Linked DNA regions of Mus musculus: regions 1, 2 and 4 are each linked to region 3. Evidence: chromatin contacts called from public ChIA-PET, Hi-C and HiChIP or PLAC-seq data. All regions are on one chromosome and are shown on one strand. Each heading gives the region's core, a stretch centred on a gene start, on an enhancer-like site or on the middle of the called end of the contact. The rest is flanking DNA. Distances are from core to core; before and after follow the strand shown.

Region 1 (6,287 bases), core at 1,146-3,645, 130 kb before region 3:
ACAGGTGAACTCAAGATGTATCACAGTTAACTATGTGCTTGGTCGTTTTATTAGCCTCACTCACAGGAATAAACCTTTTTTCAAGTTCTAGGACTCCTTTCATTCTTTCTTAGTGACTAAAATAGTGATTTCATTGAGTCACACTTAAAAAAAGTTTTTTTGAAGGAAATTACAAGCCATAGATGTAACTGTAGAACAGTGACTGCTAAGAGTACACAGTCCTCAGTGCCACAAGAACAATGCTATAGGTTTTTTTAAATTACTTTGCTCTGTCTTAAATAAACAGATAATAGGGAGCAGATAACTATTAATGTTTGTGTAAGACAGAAAGGGGGACAGTGAACCCCATTACCTATGGAGCAAGTAGAACCTAGAGAAAAATGAGGAAACTGTGGTAGAGTTGATCTGACCCGGCAAGCGGTGATTATGTAAGAATGGCAAGTGGCGGGCTGCAGCGATGACTCAGTGGGTAAGAGCACCAGCTGCTCTTCCAAAGGTCCTGAGTTCAATTCCCAGCAACCACATGGTAGCTCACATGGGATCTGATGCCCTCTTCTGGTGTGTCTAAAGACTGCTACTATGTGTTCATAGACATTACATACATACATACATCTTTAAAAAGGAGTGGCAAGTAGATTGTTAAGTCATATTACAGACATTTCTTTCTTTTTGTTTGTTTCATTTATTTTGTTTGCATGTGTGCACACAGGCAAACATATATGTCTGCCATGGCATGCATGTGGGGTCAGGGGACAACTTACAGGAGTCAATTCTAGGGATCCAACTCAGTTGGTGAGGCTTTACAGCATGTGCCTTTCCTGCTGGACTGTTTCACCAACTCAAGTTTTTATTTTTGGGACATGGTCCGTATCCCAGGCAGGGCTCCCGATTTCTTTCAGTCTCAGCTTCCTGAGTGCTAGGATTAAACACTATATCTTATGTATGGTTTAGCTGGCCTGCTTGTCAGCCTTTATGAGTTATGGATAATGGCATGGCAAAATTTCTAACATACTACGTTTTAATTTTAATTTTCACCTTCTACTGTTGTATTTTAAATGACAAAGTTTTTAATTCTGGCAACTGGACATCAATTGTCGCTGTATCCCTCTGAAAGATAAAATGTTTCTTGTATTCACTCTACTCCAGTAACTGAGGCCCTAGCTAGCAGCTCACTGGCCTACTCTGCTATGCTGACCCTATCAGCACTTGGGGGGAGGGGGTCCTTCTCAGCTACCCTAAACTTACAATCCTTCTGCCTGGCCCTTTCCAGGACTTAGGCATAAATGAGCTTCTGAAGTCAGGGCTGTTGTATGTGCAGTTGGCCCAGAGTTGGGCCAGTCACAGTGCTGGGTACCTCAGCTTTTTTCTAAGGTACTGACTGGGGCAGTGATACCTTCCTCAGGAAGTTGCTCTAGGGGTTGTCTGAGTTTGTTTTGAAGTGTTTAGCATATTGTTGGCTCTCAGTTTTTGTTTATTAGTGTTTCAGGATAGTGTTGTTGGATAGCATTGGCTATCTGGAAGAGTTGTTTAGGTTTTCTCCCTGTTCCCATTTATTTTTGAGATAGTATCTTACTTAACACTACAGATCAGGCTCCCTAGCTGGAATTTGTGAGTGACTCTCCTACCTCAGTCTCCTGAGTGCTCAGATTACAAGCATATACCACCTCAGCCAGCTAGAGCTGTGTCTTGATGTGTTTTATAATTAAAGAACAAACAACAATAACAACAACAAAAAACCCTGGATTTTGCCAGATGGTGGCACACACCTTTAATTCTAGCACTTGGGAGGCAGAGGCAGGTGGATTTCTGAGTTCAAGGACAGCCTGTTCTACAGAGCGAGGTACAGGACAGCCAGGACTACACATATGTGTAGAGCATATGTGGCCCTACTTAGCCCTGTCTCAAAAACACACACATAAAAACTGGGTTTTAAAGAAAGCAGGGGTGTGTGTGTGTGTGTGTGTGTGTGTGTGTGTGTGTGTGTTTAGCTTGCTTGAACTGACATCCATCTGAGGAAGTGGAGAGATTATGGATGGACAAGTCACAGAGCAAGAGGAGTGACTGGGCAGCAACTAGAAACATGAAAAGACTGTTTTCTAGAGGCTCTTGTGACGTGAAGTCTGCCTGGGAGAGTGAGGACAGGGGTGTGGTGTACATACTCCAGGCCCGGGAAGAGTCAAGCCGGGATCTGGGGAAAGAGGTGTACATTAAATTAAGCTTTGGGACATGGTCTACATTTGCTAGATGGTTAGTGTAACCTAAGGAGACAAAGGAAGGGGCTGGAGCTAGAGCAAGCTTGGGAGCTTTCAGTTTATGCGAGACAGATGAGAACAGGAAAAGGGCTGGTGCAAGAGAAGCCCACACAGGAAGTTGGGAAGCGCTAGGCCAAGGTAAGCCCTCTATTGCCGAGTGCCTGTCTATCACATCACCTTCTCATCTCTTCCTGCCATTACTTTGAGTAGGCTCAGAACCAGAACTTGTTCTGTTAACTAGTACCTACACAGCTTCCGATACCCAGTTAGTTCTCAGTGTTGTTGAGTGGGTAAGCGAGTTTATTGAGTATTGTATGTATGCAAGGAGCTTTGCTAGTATCTAGGGATAAAGCTGTGAGCAAAAATGGAGTTTTAAAAACCCCTGCCCTTGTTAGACTTTTATTCTCCTGAATGAGAATGCTGTCATTAAAAAGTGGACAGGGCTGAAGGCATCATCCATAAACTGAGCCTGTATCCCAAAAGGCACTTGTTAAAGTTACTAACTTGGAGCTGGAGAGATGACCCAGCGATTAAGAAGGCTTATTACTCTTCCAGAAGGCCGGAGTTCAGTTCTTAGCACTCCATATTGTATAGTTCACAACCACCTGTAACTCCAGCAAATCCAATACATTACTTCTTCTGGTCAGTCTCTCCCCTCTCCCTCCCCCTCCCCCTCCCCCTCCCTCTCTTTCAATTTGGAACCTGGGAAAGATTACTGGGGGGAGGGGGAGTGTTCCCCCATTCACTTGTAGCTTATCTTTTTGCTACTTTGTGGGTCGTTTCTTTTAACCTTTTCCACCCCCTTTCTTCAACCATTTCAACCCCTAACACTAGACTAGAGAGGAAAGGAAAGAGATCCTATAATAGCCTCAGGGGTCAGAAAGAGGGTGATGTTATCACTAAACTATTTCCTGTTAGTTAAGGGCACCGAGTTCCTTGGGGCAAGTTTGATCTTTGCAGTCAGGATATCTAATTTTTTCTTCTTCTGTTCTTTCTTCTTTACTCACAACTACTTAACAAACTGCAACAAACCAACAACCCAACAACCTCTCAGGGTCCTAGCATTTATATACCCTCTAAAAAGTCCCCAGTATTCCAAATGTCACATAATCACAGAAACTATCTGCAGCTGGCAAAATTACACTCCTGCTAGAGCATGAGGCAAATCATAGTCAGCTGCTATGGGCAATTTGAAGCAGCCCCATATCCCATACCTAGAATTAAACGAAAAACATATTTCTATAATATTTCTGTGTCTTTTAAAGAAACCAAAATTCTCACTACATTCACTGGCTCTGTTAAATAGGAGGTGGAGTGTTAAATAGAAAAAGGGAGGCAGAGGAAGACGATATTTAAGAGTAGCCCCTCTCCCTGCCAGAGCCCTGTTGAGAAGCGGGCAGGCTCTACTGGTAATTGCTGTGGACATGTAGGGTTCTCTGCTGGTGTGTCAAGGTGAAAGACAGTTGGGGTTATCTGAGTCCCAGTGAAGATCTGCTTGAGAAGATCTGCATAGGATAAGTGGGGTTGGGATGTGGGCATGTTCATGGGTGCTTAGGCCAAGTTTGGAATAAACTAAAAACCAGTATAGGAAACAGCCTGAAAGAAAAAGAAAACTAGGTTGCCCGAGGTAGAACTTCATATATTAGAAGGATAAGCTGAAGTGATTCTATCTTGTAATTGTTTTGTGAACCAGGCAGGCTGTTTCTAACAGATCTTTATATACTATAGATCCTTTGTTCTTACCAAAGATCTGGTGAGCTGTGCTAAGTGGTTAGATAGGAAGTGATCCTAACAGCCTTAGCTGTTGAGTTTGGGTGCTTAAGCACTGATATTTGGTGATGGGGGAAGGTGGTTAGAAGGAACTTCTCTGGCCAAGGAACTTTGCAGTGGCGTATTAAAATTTTCTGAACCAGCTTTTCTTATATCAAAGTAATGTTGAGAAGAATGGGGAAGGGGACCATAGGCTGTCCCCTCCCCCCAACCACCTCCCACCCCCGTTTTTAAAATATGTATTTATACTTTGTTTTCTTTGAGATAGGATCTCAACTATGTAGCCTTGGCTAGCCTGGAACTCACTATGTAGACACTCTCAACTCAGAGATGAGCCTGTGCCTCAGGAGTACTAGGATCTAAAGCCTGCACCACCACTCCAGGCTCAGTCTGCACTTACTACAACAGTGAGAATGTGGCCCTACTTAGCCATGGAAAACAAATTTAACAGCTGTATCGAACATGTGCTGAGCTTTTTATTCTTTTTCATTATTTCCTAAACAATACAACAACTATTTACAGTTTACTTAGTAGTTATATTTTGTCAAGTATTGTAAGTAATTAAGATATGATTTGCTATAAGAAATCTAGAGATGTAAGAGGACGAGTTATGTCCAAGCACTACATCATAGTGTACACACAAGCACTACATTGTTGTCTCATTTGATTGTCCTTGGATTTGGGTGCAGGAACTAGTCCCCCACAGATACCTTCACCCAAGGGCTGACTGTTGTACCCTATGTTGGGCTCTTTGTTTTTCCCAGCAGAAGCCTCTATCCTGTTCCAGGGAGAGTGCTCCTGGTTATTAGCTCAGACAGGCCCTTCTGGAGAACTTGACTAGTGGGTAAGGAGGTGATTCCCTGCCCTGTACTTTCATTTGTATCTGAAGCCTGTGCTTTGCCTCTAGACTCTCTGTAAATCCAGGGAGAACCTCTTTACATTTTACCTAGAAGCTGTTCAGAAGCACGGAGGCTTTACAAGCTTTAGCTACCCAATGGCAAAAGAATGACTTATGGAGACCACAGTGGTTATTCTTGGTACCTCTGCATTTTGTATACATTTTAAAAAATACTTTAGTTTACTCTTGTGGCTTTTGAAGGAACATTACTCTTCCTTCTGTCTTTCTAACATAAAAAAAAAATTGTACACGTGTCATTTCCCTTTCTGGAGACAGTGTCTACTATTGCTATCTAGCATTGGCTGGCTCAGAACTCCTCTTATAAATCAGACTAGCCTTGAACTTGCAACTATAATATTGTCTCTGCCCCCTAGAGATTGCAGTCATGAGCCACCATTCCTAACTACATGGCTTTAAAAGAAACAACAAAGAAAGACTACTGTGTACTTTTTCTAAGAGACTTTAGTCAAATACTGAAAATATAGAGCAAACAGATGACCAAGCCTAATTTGCTTACAATTTTTAGATATGCTTCAGACCCTAGTACTTTCTGTTGAGGTCGTGTGCTTGAAATGTCTTAGCTGCTTGGACTGTCCCTGTCCTGCTTTGTGCTTGTTTGTTTTTATTTTTTTTTTAATCACTTATTTTTGGTTTTTGGAATAGGTTCTCACTCATAGCCAAAGCTAGCCCAAAACTTACTATGTAGCCCATGCTGGCCTCAAATTTATAGCACTTGACCTGCTTGTCTCACAAGTACTGCAATTATAGTCATGAGCCTCCATGCTTGCTGCTTCTAGAATGGTCTGTGGTACATTATATTCTAAATACCTTTGGTTTTTAAATTGCTTGCTTCTGCTGGGTTTTAAAAAAATGTGATCTCTGTGTTAAAGAGTTAATAGAAAATATCCCAGATGGTTGTGCATTGAGACTGCATCTTGTGGTCTGGAGGCTCACAGGCTGGCATTTATTGGGTTGCTGGGACTAGTTGGCATCACCATGTGGAAGTCAGGGTAGAAAATGTAGCCTGTTTATTTCTCACCCACAACACCAGCTCTGTTCTCTTGGCTCATTTTAGGTCATGGAGCCTCTGTTGGCACTTTCCATGCCTCCCCTTGCCTTCCTTCATCAGTGATAAGATCTCCATGCTGGTGGTCATGAGCTCTCTCTCAGTTTCTGAATCATGCTGTTTTCATGACACTGGTGGGGAAAGGACATTGAACAATATTAATTATTCATTCAAATAGCAGGTACTTCACCTTACCTCTTAGTCCTCTTGACAACCTTTCAGGGAGATTTTATCTTCATAAGGAAAAGGAGTGATGACGCTAGGAATTCGGCTGAGGCCCCACAAACAAGGAAATGGGGAA
Region 2 (6,413 bases), core at 3,077-5,576, 230 kb after region 3:
ACGGGCATACAGAGGTCAGAGGACAACCTCTGTACAGTCAGGTCTCTTCTTGCACTTTTACTCAGGTTCTGGGGATTGAACTTGGGTTTTCCAGTTTGCAGGGATACATTTCATGCATGCATGCATACATATGTACGTAGATCAAGAAGAAAAAATGGACAATCCAGTTCAAAGTTATTATAATAACAGTATGGCTGGAGTTTTGGGTTTGATTTATGCAGCATGAGGGATTTCAGCGAAGGCCTTGAACTAAGCCAACATTCCACCAGTGAAATAAATCCCCAGCCTTTGGTTTTACATAGCAGAGACAGATGTAGCTCAGGCTGGCCCTGAACTTCAGATCTTCTTGACTTTGATTCTCAAGTGCTGGGATGACAGATGACTTGATAGGGACTCTTAAGCTTAAGCTCCCAGTTACTCAAGCATACATTCAGGCTCTCATGAAGATATTCTGTCGACATCTAATGTCCATAATCACTCCACCCTGGCAGAGAAAGCCAGTTTACATAATGTGAATGTGCTGGATTCCAGTCACTGAAAAAGCCTAAGAGCAGGCTGCTGGACGCGCTGTGCAGCTGCGACGGACAACACTGACAAGTGTATACCAGGACCTAGGGCTTCTGTAGGAAGGCAGAAATCTTAGTCCAGCCTGTGCTACACACCAAGACCCAAACCAAAAGATAAATAAATGTTTTAAATGGCAGAACTTCAGATTCCTAGAAGAAATTCCACCTTTGGACAGCAGCAGCAGCCTCGCCTCGACAGCCAAGTCAGTATCAAACTCGTTAAGCCAGCCCTCATAAGCACATGACCCAACCCCCGCCATAGCCTTTCAGGAGGCCTCTCGTACTGGTTGTTTCTCCAACTACTACATTTTGGTGCCTGCAAGTCAGATGTTGTGCTAAAACTGTTTAGTGTCTTTGACTTGGAAATGAAGAGGCTGAGAAGATGTTCAGAAGCATGATGGGAAGGGTCCAGATTGCCCTGAACAGGCTGCTGACAGAAGTGCACACGTGAGAGATGAATCTGTGAGGGCTCAAAAGCAAGCCAGCAGCCGCCCAGCAGAGAAGGCAGACACTGTGTGAGAGCATGTAAACATCCAGCCGGGGATGGCAGCAGCACATGCCTTAATCTCAGGGCTCCACAGGCAGAGACTGGCACATCTCTTCTGAGCTCCAGGCCAGCCAGAGGTCCATGGTGAGACCATGTCTCACAGAAGGTAAAAACACTAGAGGATATAAACATCTCCACCAGGAGAAACCAGGGCATGAACACCTTTCAGGAGAGACCGTGAGGGTTACAGGAACCTCCAGGAAACTAAGAAGGAAATGAGGAGAAACAATCTGTAGAAAAGGAAAAGAGCCGACCTGTAAAAAGTGCAACTTTCAAACACAGACTTAGTGAGATTTCTGGGCAATATCCTAACTCTGTAGCCTAGTTTTTTCTCACTGTTTACAATATCATGTAAGGGAAAACTAATGATAGGAATGTTAAATGAAAAACAGGTCTAACAACTGGAGACAAGGCTCAGTGCTTGTTACTGCTACTCGTGCAGAAGACCCACGTTTGGTTCCCAGCTATGCTGGTCAGCTCACAACTGCCTAGAGCGCCAGCTCCAAGGGATGGAGATAGATATATATATATATAGTGCCTTCTAACAGCCACGGGCACCTGCACAGACATGGCATACAGACAGACACACAAAAACATATTCAAACTTTTAAATTTCTCTTTTAAAAAAAAAAAAAAGAGAAAATCGGCCGGGCAGTGGTGACGCACACCTTTAATCCCAGCACTTGGGAGGCAGAGGCAGGTGGATTTTTGAGTTCGAGGCCAGCCTGGTCTACAGACTGAGTTCCAGGACAACCAGGGCTACACAGAGAAACCCTGTCTCAAAAAAGCCAAAAAAAAAAAAAAGAGAGAGAAAACTGACTTGATGATATAGAAAATTCTCAGTTTATCTTGATCACAAAAGATGCTAAAATTAGAGATTCACTATTAAGAAAGCAGTTGATGGAGGAAAAGCTACGGATGTGACTGAACAACCTTTCACTAGGGTTAAAGACTGTGACTCATCCAAGCCTAAGCAGAAGCTAAGAATAGAGATGAGGTTATCCAGCAAGGCTCTATGGAGGACCCTCTTGACTAATAAGAATTCCTGAGATATACACAAGAGACCCACAAAGTGTCTAAGAATGCTTTATGAGTAGAAATACTGCACACTTTGGCTTAAAGGACAAAGTGAAATAGAGATCAATCATGTCGGGACTCCATGGCTGCACCCCAGCTCTCACGTCAGGACTCCATGGCTGCACCCCAGCACTCATGTCAGGACTCCATGGCTGCACCCCACCCCTCATGTCAGGACTCCATGGCTGCACCCCAGCACTCATGTCAGGACTCCATGGCTGCACCCCAGCACTCATGTCAGGACTCCATGGCTGCACCCCAGCACTCATGTCAGGACTCCATGGCTGCACCCCAGCACTGGTGGCTATCAGAATTCTACATGGAAGAATCAGGCCAACGGAACTACTCAGAACACTGACAGGGAGGGACTTAGTTTATTTAAAGAATACCTCCCCCCCAGCCCCCCCAAGACAGGGTTTCTTTGTATCTGTAGACCAAACTCTGTACACCAACCAGGCTGGCCTCAAACTCAAGGAGATTCACCTGCCTACATCCCAAGTGCTTAAAGGTGTGCAACACTACTGCCCAGCTAGTTAAAGAGTACTTATTTATATTTATACATGTGTGGTATGGGGCTGTATGTGGGCACACACATACCACAGCACACATATGGAGGTCAGAGGACAACTTTCAGGAGTCCATTCTCTCTCTCTACCATGTGGGTCCTCAGAGATCAAACTCGGGTCATCGGGCATGGAGGTAAGTGCCTTTACCCATGTTACCCACCCACAATGGACAGGGCCCTTCTCCATCAATCACTAAGAAAGAAAATGCCCTCCAGGCTGGCCTACATCATGATCTTTGGAGGCATTTTCTCAATCTAGGTTCCCTACTCTCAGATGACCATAGGTTGGCTCAAGCTGACAGAAAACTAACCAGCACACCCAGAATTTTTTCCTAACATTTATGTAGTATATATACACGTGTGAATGTATTCATGACACAGCATGTGTGGGGGTGAATCCATTCATGACACAGCACGACTGCGGATGTCAGGATATCCTGAGGGACTGGGTTCTCTTTTACCGTGTGAATTCTGGAAATGAAGCCCAAGCCATCAGACTTGAAAGTAAGTGCCTTTATTTGCTGAGCCATCTAGTCAGCACAGCAGGGAGGAAAGTGTGACATGGGTAAATCTTGAATACGTTATGCTAAGTGAACTAAACCAACCTCAAGAGACAAATATTACATGCTTCCATAAATATGAGGTACTTACAGCAATAAAAGCACGGCAGCAGAGGTAGAGAAATGCACCAGCGAGCACAAGCACCTACTATACAAGCAGGAGGATGCAACTTCAGACCCAACACCCACAGAAAAAGCTGGACGTGTGTATGCACGTCTGCAATCCTAGTACTGCTGTGGGTATAGACAAGAGAACTGCTCGGGCCTGTGGCAGGCAGCATCACTCCAGATACACTGAGAGATCCTGAGAGAATGAAAGGAAAGTGATAGGACAGGGCACATAATGCCTTCCTCTGACCTCCGAATTGCACAGGCATGAGCACTTGTACACACTAATGTGTACACAACACACACACACATTCTAACAAAAGTATAAGACCAATTGCCAGTGCTAGAGGCAGAGGAGAAAGGGGAGTTTTATTGTTAGTGGGCATAGAGCTGCAATTCTGCAAGATAAGGGGGCTCAGGATGGAGGGTGATGATGGACAGTTGTATAATGACAAGAATGTGCCCAATACTGCTAACAATACACTAGAATATAGCTATGGTGGGAAATGTTAACTATATTTTAACTGCTTCTCAGCAATTATAATTTGGTATTAATAATACCAAATTTATTACCACTTAACAGAGGGGAAAAACCAATTCAGTTGCAAAGATACACTACTCTTCAGGTAAAGAGGAGGAAGAGCGGACACCAACGCCATAGGCAACGAGGGCAGTCTCAAGTCACAGAGAAGTCCTTCCAGACTTTGGAACCTGCCAAGTCAGGTTCTCTGTCAGGTTCTGAAAATGCCTGAGGCCCTTGCATATTCTCTCCCTCTCCCTTTCCCTCTCGATCCCTTCCTTCCTCCATCCCTCACTATGGAGACATTCATAACTGCTATACTGTGTGTGCCTCCTGCATTTGTCCCAGGAGAACAGACAGCTTCCCCCTTTGGATGACATCATGCTTTATTTTGGGGTCCAGCAACATGACTCAAAAGCACCTGCTCCAGAGCCTGACAATCTGAGTTCAATTCTTGGGAACCGCATGGTAAAAGGAGAGAGCCATGAGCTGCAAACTGCCTCTGAGCGCTACATTTGCACCGCAGCACGTGCATGTACACACGCACACACACACAAGCATGCTAAAAGGTAATTTTTTAATAATCGTAAAGAACTGGTATCTTGGAGCTGCTGATGCACAAATGAGCTCAGACTGAAGCTGTACTGAGTTGAGATTTTCAGAGCTACTGGAATGGATTAATGTATTTTAATTTGGGACAGTAAGGAACTTCTAGAGGCCAGAGAACAGACTACAAGAGGCTAAAAATGACCTCCAAATATGCCACATCCGAGTTCCTATAACCAGTGCCTGGGACTTTCTATCAAGAGGAAAAGCTGAATCTTTGTAGTTGAATTAAGGAGTTTGTAATGGGGGAGATCAGCCTGGATTGTCAGGTAGGTTCATGAGTTAAACAGTCATGGGTCCTGTAAAAGAGAAGGAAGAAAGAACTTTGACAAAAATAGAAAAAAATAGCAGTAAACGTTTCAAGGCTAATATATACTGAACACTTCTACAAACCAAGGAAAGCCAATGGCCACCAGAAGTCCCTCACCTAAAGCCTCGGAAAGAATATGGCCCTTGTGACGCTTTGATTTTGGCCAGAGAATCTGACTTCCCGCTCCTGACCTCCTCGACTGTAAAGAACGGTGAATGCAGAGACCTGTCACAACATTGTAGCACAGTAACCTAACAGAGCTGCTTAGACCTGGGCACTGTGAGGGGAGGGAAGAAGTGAGGTGATGACAGATGTGTGTGCTGAAGACAGAATTAACAACACTGCTGCGGACTGCCTCGTGTGAAGTAGGAGACACTGAGGAGAGGACAAGGCTCTAGCCTGAAGTCAGCCACCTCAGGAAACTAGGGAGAACGTGCTGACTCCGCAACACCCACGTCAGGGCAACCACCGTGAAAACTGTTTAGTTGACTGAGGCTGGACACAGAGAGAGGATTCTCATCACTGACTCTGATCACTGCTCTGCTTTTTCTGGTTTTCTTACTGGCTGAATATTGTCCTTGCCATGTTTAGCTCTACTCTTCTATACATGAAAATTCAAACAAGAACATTATAGATCTGCAAGAAAATATGTTGAAGGGCACGTGAGCCACAGGAAATATATTTAGAACTCTGTCCTTTAAGCCTAAAGAGACAAGATCAGAAAGTGGAGTTCCATTCATCTGTTGAGTGTTTACTGAGCACCTACTACCCAGCATGACAGCCACTATGCTGATGCTGAGCATAGAACAGCAGGAGAGAGATAACTTTGGTCCCTAACATCACAGAAAGACAGGCGTAAGTAACTAGGCAAGGGGCGAGAGATGGGACACAGTAAAGTACTTGCCTCTAAGGTGTGAGGGCCTGAGTTCATACTACAAAAACCATGTTAAAAACAAACAACAAACAAACACAGGGCACAGTAACACATGCCTATAAGCCTAGCAGTGTGGAGATGGGGTGCGAGAGAGGCACACCACTGAAAGCTCACACCAGCTAGTGTAGCCTACTTGGCAAAGTTCCAGACCAATGAGACCCTGTGGAAAACAAGAGCGGGAAGTCACCTGTGGGCCACTTCTGGCTGGCAACTTGACTACATCTGGTATGAACTCAAACCTAAGTGGCTGGGCACACCTGTGAGGGATTTTTCTTAAATCACTTCAAGTAGGAAAACCCAGATCTTTTGAGGCAGAAAGAGCCACCTTTAATCTGGACACACCTGCTGGCAGCCAACATAAAGGACAGGGAAGGAGTCCTTTGCTCTTTACCTGCTTGTTCTGGCTCTTGCTGGCAAGTGTAGTTCTCCACTGACTGCAGACCCTATGTCTGCAGGATTCCAGCATATACTCAAGGCCAGCTGAAACACCTAGCCTTGTGGACTGAAAAACTACTGGATCCTTGGACCTTCCTTTGGTAAAAAGTCATTTTTTTTGTTTGTTTGTTTTTGGTTTTTTTGTTTTTTCGAGACAGGGTTTCTCTGTATAGCCCTGGCTGTCC
Region 3 (5,986 bases), core at 2,514-5,013:
GTAGACCAGGCTGGCCTCGAACTCAGAAATCCACCCGCCTCTGCCTCCCGAGTGCTGGGATTAAAGGCGTGTGCCACCACCCCCGGCTTTTGTGGGGTTTTATTTGTTTGTTTGCTTGCTTGCTTTTTGAGAATGAAGCTGGAAAACCAAAGACCTTACATGGGAAAAGCTTAAGGTGGAGATGCAACATAGACTAGACACCTGCTTAGTACATAGAGGGCCTAGACTGAGGTCTGGCATCTTAGAAGTGGACCATTATAAGCATAACGCTGGAGATTTAGGTACTTGCCTAGCATGCACATAGGCAGGGAGGCTGGCAGTTCACCTTTGTAATCACACCACTTAGGAAGTGGAAGCAGAAGCATAGAGGTTAAAGGTCATCCTTGACTATACAAGGGTGAGGCCAGACTAGGCTACACGAGACCCTGTCTCAAAGAAAGAAAAAGGAATAAAGCCAAGAAGAGGCATCAGAGATGGCTCAGGGGGTAAGAGCACTTGCTGCTGTTGCAGAGACCTTGTTCAATTCCCAGCACTCATATGAAGATTCACTAAGCAACCAGATCCTTTGGGTTCCGACTCCACCTTAGAGAACCTGACCTAAGGTTGAACTGGAATTAACTAATAGGCTAGTACCTAGTACCAGTTTCCAGGTTACCTCTGCTTCCCCCATCCCCCCCAACAAAACTGGTGTCTAGCACCAGTTTCCAAGCCATTCCCCAACAGTTCTGCACCTTCAGGTTACAAGTCTGCTCCTGGCACCTCACTTCCTAAGAATCAGAAGGAAAACAGAAGTTAAGTTTATGGTTTGGCTCCCAGCACCAGCCAATTATGTTAAAGGCCATAGCCCCACCCCTGCCTCCCAATCAAATGTGTGCCTGGCTAGATACCTTCTTCTTGCTTCTATAAATGCTTGCCTGAACCTGGGCTCAGGACTGTACCCTCCTGCTCTACTGCATTAGAGATGGTGGTGTGTCCCAAGCTTGAGCTTAAATAAAGAGACCCTAGTGTGATTGCATCAGAATTGGCTCCTTGGTGGTCTTTTGGGGTTCATGAACACTTTCTGTCATATCACAACCATCCGTAAGTCCAGTTCCATGGAATACATTGCCCTCTTCTGACCTCTGAAGGCATCAGGCACATACTTGATGCACATATATATATATGTGTATGCAAAATATAGAAAACAAAATGAATAAATATATTTAAAAATATTTTGAAGACTTGTTCACTGAATTAGGCCACAAGTAAGATGTGGGGAACTCAAAATCCCTGGGCTGGAGAGATGACTTAGCAATTAAGAGCACTGACTGCTCTCCCAGGGGACCTGGTGCCCTCTTCTGGCACCCTTGAGCACCACATGAATGTAGTGCACAGACATATAAGACTCAAGCATATTAAATAAAAATAAAAAGTCCACACGTTGAGAGATGCTGCTTCAGGTAACGGTGACAGCCAAACTGGGGTACCTAGGCTCGAGTCAAGCCAATGCTGTGGAGGACTCATGGATGCAAGGTAAGCCTTTCAGCCAAAGGCTGGGTTGTTCCCAGCCGAGCAGTGTGAGTGGTGGCTTGAGGGGAAGGGGGGAAGAGTTGAAGAATGGAGGAGGAAGTTGACCAAAGTGCTAAACACTTCCATCAGCCTGGATGGGTAAATGAGTACAGGAGAAAAGGGAGAGGGAAAAAAAGAGAGAAATAGAAGCAATTGGGTGCAAAATGAAAATGATATAAGATGCGCACTGGAAGCCAGGTGGTGGCTCACACCTTTAATCCCAGCACTCAGGAGGCAGAGGCAGGCTGATCTCTGAGTTCCAGGCCAGCCAGGAAGAAACCCTGTCTCAAAAAAAAAAAAAAAAAAAAAAAAACAAGAGATGGGAGCAGACAGGAAAGAGGAGGAGGAGACAGAAGTTACAATGGGATACTAGGCAAGCAGAAGAGGATACTGGTTGGGCCCTTCGTCCCAGTCAGAGATCCAGCATTTTCTTCTCAAGACAGGGTTTCTCTGTGTAGCTTTGGCTGCCTGGAACTCGCTCTGTAGACCAGGCTGGCCTCGAACTCACAGAGATCAGATGACTGCCTTTGCTACCCGATTGCTGGGACTAAAGGCACGTGCTGCCACTACTTGGCTTTGCTTGTCTTCTTACCTCACTGTGCCCCTGGGGGCATCAGCCATAGTTTTCAGGCAAGAATTCTAACTGCCAAGAGATTAAATAACTTGCCAAAGGGACTGGACCGACATCCATGGAGTTGCTGGGAGTGGTTAGTGAGGAGACAAGCCAAAAAGCAGGGGCCTCCACAGTAACCAGAACTAAGGTAGCTGATGATATTTAGCAGAAGTCCATGCATTAAAAAACAAAAACCAAACAACAACCACCACAAAACCACCTGGGCTGGTGACCCATGCCTTTAATCTGAGCACTCAGGAGTCAAAGACAGACAGATCTCTACATAGTGAGTCCCAGGCCAGTTAAGGCTACAGTGTATCACTCTGTCTCGCAAAAATAAAGTCAGAAAAGGAAACAGGACCAAGTAGAAAGCTAACAGCTGAAGCTACGGTTTAATGAGGAAAAGTAACCAGAGGCCAAGTGAAGCAGAGTCGGGAGAGAGCACTACGGAGCCTGGAGCCTGGAGCCTGGAGCCTGGAGCCTGGAGCCTGGAGCCTGGAGCCTGGAGCCTGGAGCCTGGAGCCTGGAGCCTGGAGCCTGGAGCCTGGAGCCTGGGAAGGATTGGCTCTGCAAGGATCTCTGTGGAAGAGAACAGTGAGCTGCTACAGCATATCCAAGCAACTATACCCCCGAATCAGTCCAGAGTACAAAGTTCCAGGAACACGTTCTTTTCAGCATACATCGGCCCACAGCCTCCAATCCAATCGAGGACCTTGGGCGCAGGTGTCTGGTAGGTTTATCTGATGTACAAACTATTCTGGCAACAGCTAAGTCTTAAGCTCAGGAAGAGGAGACACTAAGGAGCGGTTGTGTGGGGAAGAGGGAGCAGTGTTCAGATCTAATGTACCATGCCTCGTGTGGGTCTCTTTATGTTGCTGGACGAGGCTTTTTGTTTTCTGTTTTGTGTTTGTTTGTTTGTTTGTTTGTTTGTAGACAGGTTTTCTCTGGCTGTTCTGGAACTCGCTCTGGAGACCTGGCTGACCTCAAATTATTATTATTATTTATTTTTTTATTTTTGTTTTTTTTGAGACAGGGTTTCTCTGTATAGCCCTGGCTGTCCTGGAACTCACTTTGTAGACCAGGCTGGCCTCGAACTCAGAAATCTGCCTGCCTCTGCCTCCCGAGTGCTGGGATTAAAGGCGTGCGCCACCACGCCCGGCTATTTTTTTTTAATGTATGCTATTTTCAGCTTTATTCTGATACAAAAACTTTGAATTTTTTGTTCTCGAGCCACCACGCGTGGAATAATTCTGACAGGCTGCTTTCCGGAGATCGGAACCAGCACCGCGGTTTAAGAGTTTCGGTCTCCAGCTGAGCCTGTCTCCAGCGGGACTGCAGTACTCCAAGTGTCCACTAGGGCGCCTTCCTGGCGTCCCTCCGAATGCCTCTGCAACTTTCCTTTCTGGGTTAAACGCGGGTCTTAATGTGCCTTCCTCAGATGGAAAAACTGAGGAGGCACAGCGTGGGGCAGAGATTCGTAGAAACCAAGAGAAAAGCGTTGACCCTCAGGGGCGACGAGCCAAACTTGAACCATCTTCGCCTTCCAGGCCGGCGTTACACACGGGGCGGGGCCTTGGGAGGAAGTCCCGCCCCACGCACGCCACCCTTCCGCTTTTGGCCCTGCTGCTGGTGTCCGCCGCGTCCTGGTCGCGTGTTGAAAATGGCTGCATCCGGCGACCCTGGCAGTGCTGAAAGTTACCGTTCTCCGCTGGCGGCCCGCTACGCCAGCCGCGAGATGTGTTTCTTGTTCAGCGACAGGTACAAGTTCCAGACGTGGCGGCAGCTGTGGCTGTGGCTGGCGGAGGCCGAACAGGTAACTGGCCGGGCCTCTTGTCCCGAGGGAGGTCACGGCCCGAGCACCTGTTGCCTCGGCAACAGTCCCAGAGCCCTGCACATCCTTTGGAGGACTTCGGTTTGGGCAAGGCTATGTGTGTTTGCGTCCTCCCACAGCGCATTTCAAGTGGAATGCTACTTATACCTTTGCAGGCTCAGGGGGAAAGGCGCTTCCCGCCAAGCTATCCGACATGAGTTTGAGCCGGGTTCAGCATGGTGAGAAAGGCGAAACCTGACTTCTATTAGTTGTCCTTCGACTTCTGTGCGCTCACACATGCACACACACACACACACACACACAGAAAACAAGTAGATTATTCTTTTAAAAAGTACGTTGCAAACTTGATGGTCATTTTTCGCATGAGCACGAGGAGGGCATAACCACCACGAAATGCACCCTTAGGATTGTTATGCCGGGCTGGTTGTTGTAGTTCATGGGCATCACAGCTAGGTCGGCCTGTTGGTTGCTTTCTGCCTTTGGGAAAGCTTATTTGGTGCCTTCAAAATTGTTTCTTGTGTTCTTGCCTTCTTGTCCTCTCGTCCCTCCTCCCTCCCTCCCTTCCTCCTCCCTCCTCCTTCTTTTTCTTCCTCCTCCTCCTCTTCTTCTTCCTCTCTCTCTCTCTCTCTCTCTCTCTCTCTCTGCCTTTCTCTGTCTCTACTACCGTTGCCAGTGTCTCCTTAGCTTGTAAGTGCCCTCAAGCTGAAACTGAAGTGTAAGGTTTATCTGGTCTACAAATTGCTTGACGCATACACAGCTGTGAATATGGATCATCTGTTAGAGCACCAACTTAGTAGCGAGAGGCAGATGTGATACTTAGCATGAAAGGATTATTTTTCTGTGTAGTTCTGTGGCTGCATGTGGATATGGGCTTGTGTGAGTGCAGGCGCCACTGGAGGTCAGATGATGCTGTGGAACTGGGGTTACAGGTGCTTTTGAGCAGCCACGTGAGTGCTGGGAACCAGAGTCAGGTCTCTGCAGGAGCAATGAGGACTCTTATTTGCTGAACCATCTCCCCAGCACATGTGTTAACACCCCCACCCCACCCCCAGCATTTGGGAAGCAGGGGCAGGTGAGTTTCTGTGAGTTTGAGGCCTACCTCCTACCTCATCTATATAGCGTGTTCCAGGCCAGCCAGAACAGCACACTGAGACCTTGGCTCAAACACACACACACACACACACATACACACACACACACACACACAAACCCCACGCATGACTGGTGAAGTTGGGGAAGTGATGAGGAGCTGAAGAGACACTTCAGTGGGTCAGAGCATTGGCTGCTCTTCCAGAGACCTCTTCCTTTCCCAGCAGCCATGGGGCCGCCGCACACAGCCATCTGCAACTTCAGTTCCAGGGGATCTGATGCCTTCTCTGGCACACATGATATTAAAAAAAAAGGAACGACAGATTAGGAGTAATACTTAAGATTCCGGTATGGGAAGTGTGTATTTGTATGGGTGTGTGCGTGGTGGGGGCTCACAGCTGGCTGACAGCTCTGTGGAAGAGGTTCTCTCCTTCCGCCTCTGCAGGAGTTCCGAGAGTGGAGCTCCGTTTTCCAGGCTTCCCTTGCAACTGCTTACAGCAGCTGAGCCAGCTCTCTGGCTGCTAAGTTTCCTTTTGAAGACAGTGTTCGATTTGAAGTCAGGATCTTTCTGCTTCTCCTTCCCAAGTGCTGGGGGTTGTGGCCTGTAGCACTAAGCCTAGCTTTAAGGGTCTGTTACTTTTGGTCACTGTAAGTACATCAGAGTGGGTGCAAAGCCAACATACTTTGTACACGTGCGTGCCATAGCTAAGGACTAAGTAATAAAGAGAACAGAGTTCTCTTCTCTTAACAGTGTCCCTTCCAGAGTTGAATGGGTTTATTAAATGTGGAACAATGTCATACAATGATGTATGTGCTAAACAAAACCAGGCTAGAGAAACAAGAGTTGGCATGGAAGGTTAGAGGAGGCCGTTTGTTTGTTGAGACAGGGTTTCTCTGTATACCCT
Region 4 (6,405 bases), core at 2,082-4,581, 230 kb before region 3:
CTCTTTTCATATTGAATGCATATGGAGTCAGAACAAGCTACAGGAGTTGGTTTCTCTTCCACCATGTGGGTCCCAGAGATGAAGTTTGGCAGCAAGGACCTTCAACTGTTGAGACATCTCTAACTCCTCTTTGTTTTTGAGCAGGGTTTGACTACATAGCACAAGCTGGCTTCAAACTGCTAATCTTGCTTTGGCCTTCTAAATGCTGGGATTATGGACATGGGCCACCATGCCTAGGTCCCAAGTTCTTTTATTATTACTACTTTTAAAATAAAAATTTAAAGATTTATTTATGTGTATGAATGTTTTGCCTCCATGTTTGTTTGTGCACACATCTCTTCCTGATACTCATGGTGGTCAGCAAAGGTATCAGACCTCCTGGAACTCAAGTCATGGGTGTTAATGAGCCACTATGCAGGTTCTGGGAACTGAATCCAAGTCCTTTGCAAAAACAACAAGTGCTTTCAACTGATGAACCATCTCTTCAGTCCTTTCATTACTTCTTTAATGCTGGGATCAAACCCAGCATGTTGTACATGCAAAGCAAGCATCTACCAATTAGCCTTACCCTGAATCAACTTTTATGTCTGAGTATGTATATACATGTGAGTGTTGGTACCCATGGAGGCCAGAAGAGGCGTTAGATCCCTTGAAACTGGAGTTAAAGGCAACTGTTAAACCTGTTAAAACCACCTGATGTGGGTGCTGGGAACTGAACTTAGGTCCTTCACAGGAGCAGCAAGTGCTCTAAACTGCCAGTCCATCTCTCCAGCCCCCTCCTCCCAAATATTAGAACACTTAAAGTCATTCTGAAGTCCTCTCCAGGGAAGCCAGTCATCACAAGCCAGAGTGGAGCTCGTCTCTTCTGGCTAATGCACTTGTTGGAGACGAGTACCTGTAAACTGTGCAAAAGCTGTCAGGTGGAATTAGAAAGTGATGACTCACGCCAGCTTATCTGTGAGAGCTGTGCAGCACAAGTGACCTCTAGGTCACCTGAGTGAGTGCTGATGCCATCTCTGAAGGGCCAGAGACTGAGCAGTGAAAAGGAGAAAGGTGGAACAGGAGGGACTGCCCAGAAGGGCCTCTGGGCACATGTCTCGGAGAAGATGATTCCTAGAGCTTGGCAGGCTTTGCGTAGTTCCTTCATCTCCCAAGCCAGTGTGAGTTTGATTTGATTCTCAGGCAGAGGTGGAGAAAGGGAGTTGACAGTGGAAAGTCAGCCTGCTTTCTGTCAACTACTCCTCTGTAATTTCAATAGCTCTTTCCTTTCTGTCCTCTTCTGTGTTAGTCTGCTTTAAATTACTGTAACAGACTTGAGATAAATCAACCTAAAAAAAGAAAAGGAAAGGAAAGGAAATAAAAGGAAAGAAGAAAGGGTTGAACTAGAGGACACTTACCTAGCATTTGTGAAGTCCTGAGTTAGATGTTTAACACTGAAGCAAACTAGAATGTGTTTTATCTCACAGTCTCATAGTTTGGGTGGTTTGGGTCCATGATCTGTTGGCTTGATGCTTTTGGTCTGAGGCAAGAATGCACATAATGGAGGGTTTATATGATAGAGGAAGACTTCACCAAGTGAGAAGCAGAAAGTAAGGAAGAAAAGGGGCCAGTACCATAGTGTACCCTTCCAGGGAACATTCCCCATGACCTAGTTTACTTCCACACCTATTCATAGCGTTGTGAGCTGGGCATGGAGGCACACATCTTTGATCCCAGCACTCAGGAGGCAGAGGCAGGGGACCTCTGTGTTCCTGGCCAGTCTGGTCTACAAAGCAAGTTCCAGGACAGCTAGAGCTACACAGAGAAACCCGGCCTTGGAGAACAAACCAAACCAAGACAAAAAGCATTCTGTGTTAGAGACAGTCCTCAGGATTCAGACTGTAGTACTATAGACTGCCTTCCTTTCCTGTATCACTCCTTCCCTGGCCATGCCGTATTTTGCTTCTTTCTATAATCACTAAACTTTTTAAAGGAACAACCATGGTGTGGGATGTGGTACACACATGTACAATCTTAGCATTTGTGGGATAAGAATTATTTTCAGAACGGTAGGTTATTAAACACTGGTGGTACTGATTCACTCATATGATGCTATGTGACTGGTATTAGGTAAATGTGTGTGTGGTCTGGGTACTTACTTATTGTCCCAGATTGAAAAGGACTGAAGAGATGCTAGATAGGTACAATGAGTGTGGTTTATTCTGTAACACAGTTCTGGAGTATCTTATTTTTTAAAAATATAATATGCAATCTGGGAACTCAAAGCTAAGAAGATGGCTCAATTGATAACATTCTTGCTGTGCAGTTATAAGGACCTGAGTTCATATCACCAGCACCCAGGTAGGAGACAGGCATGGCAGCATGCTCCTTTAACTCAGATGGGGAGGAGGAAGCCGGAGGATCCTAGGCCTCACTGCCAGGCAGTGAACAAAAAAGTGAGAGACTGTGTCTCAAAATGAGGTGGAGTATGATAGAGGAAGACACCCATAGTTGACCTTTGGTTTCCATAGGCACATCAAAGAGGTCACGTGCACACACCACTAACGTTCAAAGTAGAAAGTGGGTCTGTCTTGCTAACATTCACAGTAGAGCAGGAGAAATGTCTAAAGCAGTTGCTAGGTACAGAGTTCTGGTCTGGAGGAAGAAATCCAGATAAGAACAGAGACTACTGCTCTGAAAGAATTGTCGCTCTCCTGCACAAGCCGTGTTGATGGTGCATCAGGCTCAGTGACAGTCTTTTCACGGGATTTTTTTACCCAGGGGTATGTCTCTGTCCTAATATATAAGTCTCTGAGTAGATGAACTGTGAACTACTGACTTTAAAATACTTGTTCACCATCTACTTTATCATGTTTTACTCCAAAAATGTTGTATTTTTACAACAATATGCTTAACATTTATGATGATTTATTTGCATTTTGGCATAGTTCCTTTAAAAAACAAAACCCCCAGCACATTCATTATCGCAATTAACCAGTGTGGGGAGCTGGGAGACACAAGTCTCCACAGAGAGGGGGCTATGCACTCTCCATGCTCCTGATTTACATGGCTGGCTGGCCGGCCAAGGGGAAGTACACACACACACACACACACACACACACACACACACACACAACAGAAAATACTCTTTCCCCACTCCCTCCCTCTCCTCCCCCCTTTACCTCTCTCCAAATCACAGTGAAAGGCTCTTTGTAAGACTAACAAAAACAAAACTAGAATGAAAATGTGAAAGGCATCACATTTTAAACCAGCGAGGGCTGGCTTGAAATGTTTAAACAGGGGACCCTGTGCTCCCTGCATGGCTTGTGACTCTGCCGCAGCACTGTGTGCCAGGGCCTGTGCTGATGCCCTGTTTGCTTTGGAAGCTGATGCACTCCGCTTCTTTGCTGCACTGAGGAGTGTGGACGACACTTTCTTGTTTGCCCTTAACCTCCCCATCCTTGAGGCTGAGGACTCATTCAGGTTGCTTCTTAGAAAAGCGACCCCAGAGGCTGGAGCCTACTCTGCCTTACTTGCTTGCAAATTGTCGACTTTCTTGGATACCCTCACCAGTCACTTCTCTCTACCTGGATCCTGAAATCTGCTGATACTGATCTTGAAATGGTGTCCTGTCCTTTAGTTATTTTTGCTGTGGCTTCGAGCTGGTTTTGTGTTTGTTCTGCTTTGGTTTTTGTTTGTTGGCTTGCTTGTTTGAGACTGGGTTTCGCTGTGTTGACCAGGTTGGCTTTGAACTTGAGGTCTTCCTGCCTCGGCCTCAAAGGTGGCTCAGATTGTGCACTCCGTACTCTTGCAGCTTTGTGGACTTCTGGCTTCTGTTTCCAAGCCACCAGCCTGATTTGAAGTCATCCTCAGGCTGTGTCTATAGATTGTTGAAGTAGCTGTCTGCCAGTTGTCCCATTTCTCTTTGCTCAGAAAACATTTCCTACCCATTGTTTTCTTTTCCCTCATTGAAAACCACATGCTTCCTTATTCTAGGAAATTAATTCTTGTCTGAGCCAGGTGCCTTTACTTTTCCAAATCTACCAACTCCCATTCCCAGTTTTTTATCCCTGACTTATCTGGTACAATCTTTACTTCATTTTCCATATGATTTTTTTTCCTTTCGGCTCTCTCTTTTTTTGAAGGTTTGATTTATGTAAAATATTCTCTCTGCATCTGCCTACCAGTTTATTTTTTTCTCTTACTGTCAGAATTTCCTGGGCTAAAGAGACAGTGACTTAGTGGGTAAAGTGCTTGCTCTGCAAGCCTGGGGACCTGAGTTGAGATGTGCAGTGCATGTCTGTAACTCCAGGAATAGGATCAGAGATAGGCAGGCCCTGGGGCTTACCAACCAACCAGTCTAGGAGACACAACAGCCCCAGGTTCAATGAGAGACCATGTCTCAGAAAGGACAGTGGAAAGCAATGGAGTAAGACACCTAGTGTTACTCTTTGGCACATGTGGCTTAGTGCAAACATATATACACATACACAAAGGTTTCTGTAAACATTATCTTCCTTGAAATATTTCTTAGCCAAAGGCCCTCCACATTGTGCATCCAGAGGTGCTCTTTTAGGCAAAATAATAGGTGCAGTTTATTATTACTATTGATTATTATTATTATTACTATTATTATTAAATGTGCAAAAATATAATTTTATAAAAGAATACAAAAATGATAGATACTATATATTGAGGTCACTACATTCGGCCAGTATGAAGAGCCTGTTCAATGTCAAGATGAGAAGACAGTTCACATACTCCAAAGAATAGTGAAAAAAGAAACTAGCATGTGGCAAAACAGTTTTGCTCAAAATTGAATATTTGAATTCTAATTTTTTATGTGGTACAGAGGATTGAACCCAAGGTCTACCACTTGCTGGTCAATGACTCAATATCAAGCTGTATCCAGAGGGGCTGGTGGCCTTTTCCCCTCCTCCTTTTTTATCCTCTTCCTCCTTCCTTTCTTCCCCCTCCTCTTCCTCCTCCTTTTCCCTTTCTTCTTTTCTTCTTTTTCTCCTCTTCCTTCTCCCTATTTCCTCCCCCTCCTCCTTCTTCCTTCTTCTGTTTTTTGAGACAGTTTCTCTTTGTAACTCTGGCTGTCCTGGAACTTTCCAGGCTGGCCTCAAACTCACAGAGATCTGCCTGCCTTGTGCTTCCAAGTGCTGGGATTAAAGACATGGAAATCACACCCAGTTCCAGAGGCTTTCAAAAATACTTTATTTTTTAAGTGTGTGTGTGTGTGTGTGTGTGTGTGTGTGTGTGTGTACATGAATGGAATGCCTGGTGAAGATCAGCAGAAAGTGTTAGATCCTCTGGAGCTGAAGCTTTAGGCAGCTAATAGGCAGCTATGAGTTGCTCCAGTGAATACTCGGAGCCAAGCCTGCTTCTCTGCAAGAGCATTATGGGTACTTAACTGCTGAGTTATTTCTCCAGTCTGACTTGTTGGTTTGTTTTTAAATTGATATAACGAGAGTATATTGAACTAGGCAAACTTTGTTAATTTCATTTACTGGTTCTAGTGACATTTTACTATATATACTTTATATGTACATTTTACTCTATTTTTTACTATCTATCTACCTATATTTAAAAGATACATTTTTTTCTGTATTTGTGAGTGACTGCATGTTTGTCGGTGTGCCACATACAGGCTGTGCCCATGGAGGCCAGAATCTGATCTTCCCGGGACTAGAGTTATAGATGTTGTGAGCTGTGCTATGTGGATTCTGGAAACCAAACACAGGTTCTCTAGAAGAGCAACCCATGGTTTTATTCACAAATCCATCTCTCCAGCCCCTGCAGATATTTATATTTTAAATATAAATATTGGGTCAGCACAACTGGTAGGTAAAGTCACTTGCTGCCAAGCCTGACGATCTCAGGCAGTCTCTGGGTCCCACGTCGCTGACAGAGAAAAGTGACTCCCACAGGTTGCCCTCCATACTGGCACCTAACATAATAAATACAATAAAACCTTTTTTAAAAAATATAGACTGGGTGGTGGAGCCACAGCCTGTAATCCCAGCACTTGAGAGGCAGAGACAAGTAGATCTCTTAGTTTGAGGTCAGTATGGTCTACAGAGTGAGTTCCTTAACAGCCAGCAATACACAGAAAAATCCTGTCTAGAAACACACACACACACATACAATTTACAAAGAATGACACTTTTATTTTTTATTTTTCAAGTCTGATTCTACTCCTTAGTCAACTGGCTTAGACTTCAGGTATTATATTGAGCAGAAGTGGTGAGATTGATCATCCTTTCTTTTTCAGGGTAGGAAAAGAACGTTTAATTTTGTACCAATAAATCCTTTACCAGATTATAACATATTCATTCATTCATTCATTTTGAGGAAGGGTCTCATGCAACCCAGATTGGCCTTGAAGCCACTGTGTTCAAGTCCAAGGCTGGACTTGAACTC

What was found. Hi-C and Micro-C count contacts between places; a contact is called where the count stands out from the background. ChIA-PET counts read pairs in DNA pulled down with a chosen protein or histone mark. HiChIP or PLAC-seq counts read pairs in DNA pulled down with a chosen protein or histone mark.
Region 1: an RNA polymerase II ChIA-PET map of effector CD8 T cells shows a contact between it and region 3, with 23 read pairs. The contact joins the enhancer-like site here to the promoter of Adsl in region 3. A contact is called at or near these places in 7 of 39 promoter capture datasets (the 3T3-L1 cell line, HPC-7-derived erythroid cells, frontonasal cranial neural crest and 3 more), 13 of 484 Hi-C or Micro-C datasets (B cells, CD4 T cells, CD8 T cells and 8 more), 3 of 115 datasets of contacts at active chromatin or transcription factors (CD8 T cells, the HPC-7 cell line and effector CD8 T cells) and 3 of 9 other capture datasets (adipose tissue, liver and pancreatic islet).
Region 2: an H3K27ac HiChIP or PLAC-seq map of microglia shows a contact between it and region 3, with 5 times the contacts expected there. The contact joins the enhancer-like site here to the promoter of Adsl in region 3. A contact is called at or near these places in 2 of 39 promoter capture datasets (embryonic stem cells and erythroid cells), 1 of 484 Hi-C or Micro-C datasets (embryonic fibroblasts), 2 of 115 datasets of contacts at active chromatin or transcription factors (large pre-B cells and microglia) and 3 of 9 other capture datasets (adipose tissue, liver and pancreatic islet).
Region 4: a Hi-C map of the CH12 cell line shows a contact between it and region 3. The contact joins the enhancer-like site here to the promoter of Adsl in region 3. A contact is called at or near these places in 15 of 39 promoter capture datasets (the 3T3-L1 cell line, the C10 cell line, the HPC-7 cell line and 9 more), 4 of 15 datasets of contacts at CTCF or cohesin (embryonic stem cells, large pre-B cells, pro-B cells and 1 more), 103 of 484 Hi-C or Micro-C datasets (the AML12 cell line, B cells, the Ba/F3 cell line and 62 more), 54 of 115 datasets of contacts at active chromatin or transcription factors (the 230-238 cell line, CD8 T cells, DN3 thymocytes and 37 more) and 5 of 9 other capture datasets (adipose tissue, embryonic stem cells, liver and 2 more).

What each region holds. Positions count from the first base shown.
Region 1 is chr15:80,812,641-80,818,927 of GRCm38.p6, forward strand. All of the region lies in intron 4 of Tnrc6b (trinucleotide repeat containing 6b), which reads left to right. Among named protein-coding and RNA genes, the nearest start is that of Tnrc6b, 100 kb to the left of the region's middle. Within about 2 kb of position 2,396, at least 85 of the 459 cell types and tissues checked have an H3K27ac peak or open chromatin away from gene starts, as enhancers often do. A contact at or near this core is called in CD8 T cells, the G1E-ER4 cell line, the HPC-7 cell line and 3 more, where this site is marked.
Region 2 is chr15:81,173,730-81,180,142 of GRCm38.p6, forward strand. The region is part of intron 1 of Mrtfa (myocardin related transcription factor A); the gene reads right to left. Among named protein-coding and RNA genes, the nearest start is that of Mrtfa, 14 kb to the right of the region's middle. Within about 2 kb of position 4,327, at least 19 of the 459 cell types and tissues checked have an H3K27ac peak or open chromatin away from gene starts, as enhancers often do. A contact at or near this core is called in microglia and pancreatic islet, where this site is marked.
Region 3 is chr15:80,944,727-80,950,712 of GRCm38.p6, forward strand. It overlaps Adsl (adenylosuccinate lyase), which reads left to right and starts at 3,764. Exons shown (of 13, transcript NM_009634.6): 1 at 3,764-3,974. The coding sequence starts at 3,822.
Region 4 is chr15:80,719,505-80,725,909 of GRCm38.p6, forward strand. The region is part of intron 1 of Tnrc6b (trinucleotide repeat containing 6b); the gene reads left to right. Among named protein-coding and RNA genes, the nearest start is that of Tnrc6b, 11 kb to the left of the region's middle. Within about 2 kb of position 3,332, at least 16 of the 459 cell types and tissues checked have an H3K27ac peak or open chromatin away from gene starts, as enhancers often do. A contact at or near this core is called in the CH12 cell line, the SCID.adh cell line, astrocytes and 1 more, where this site is marked.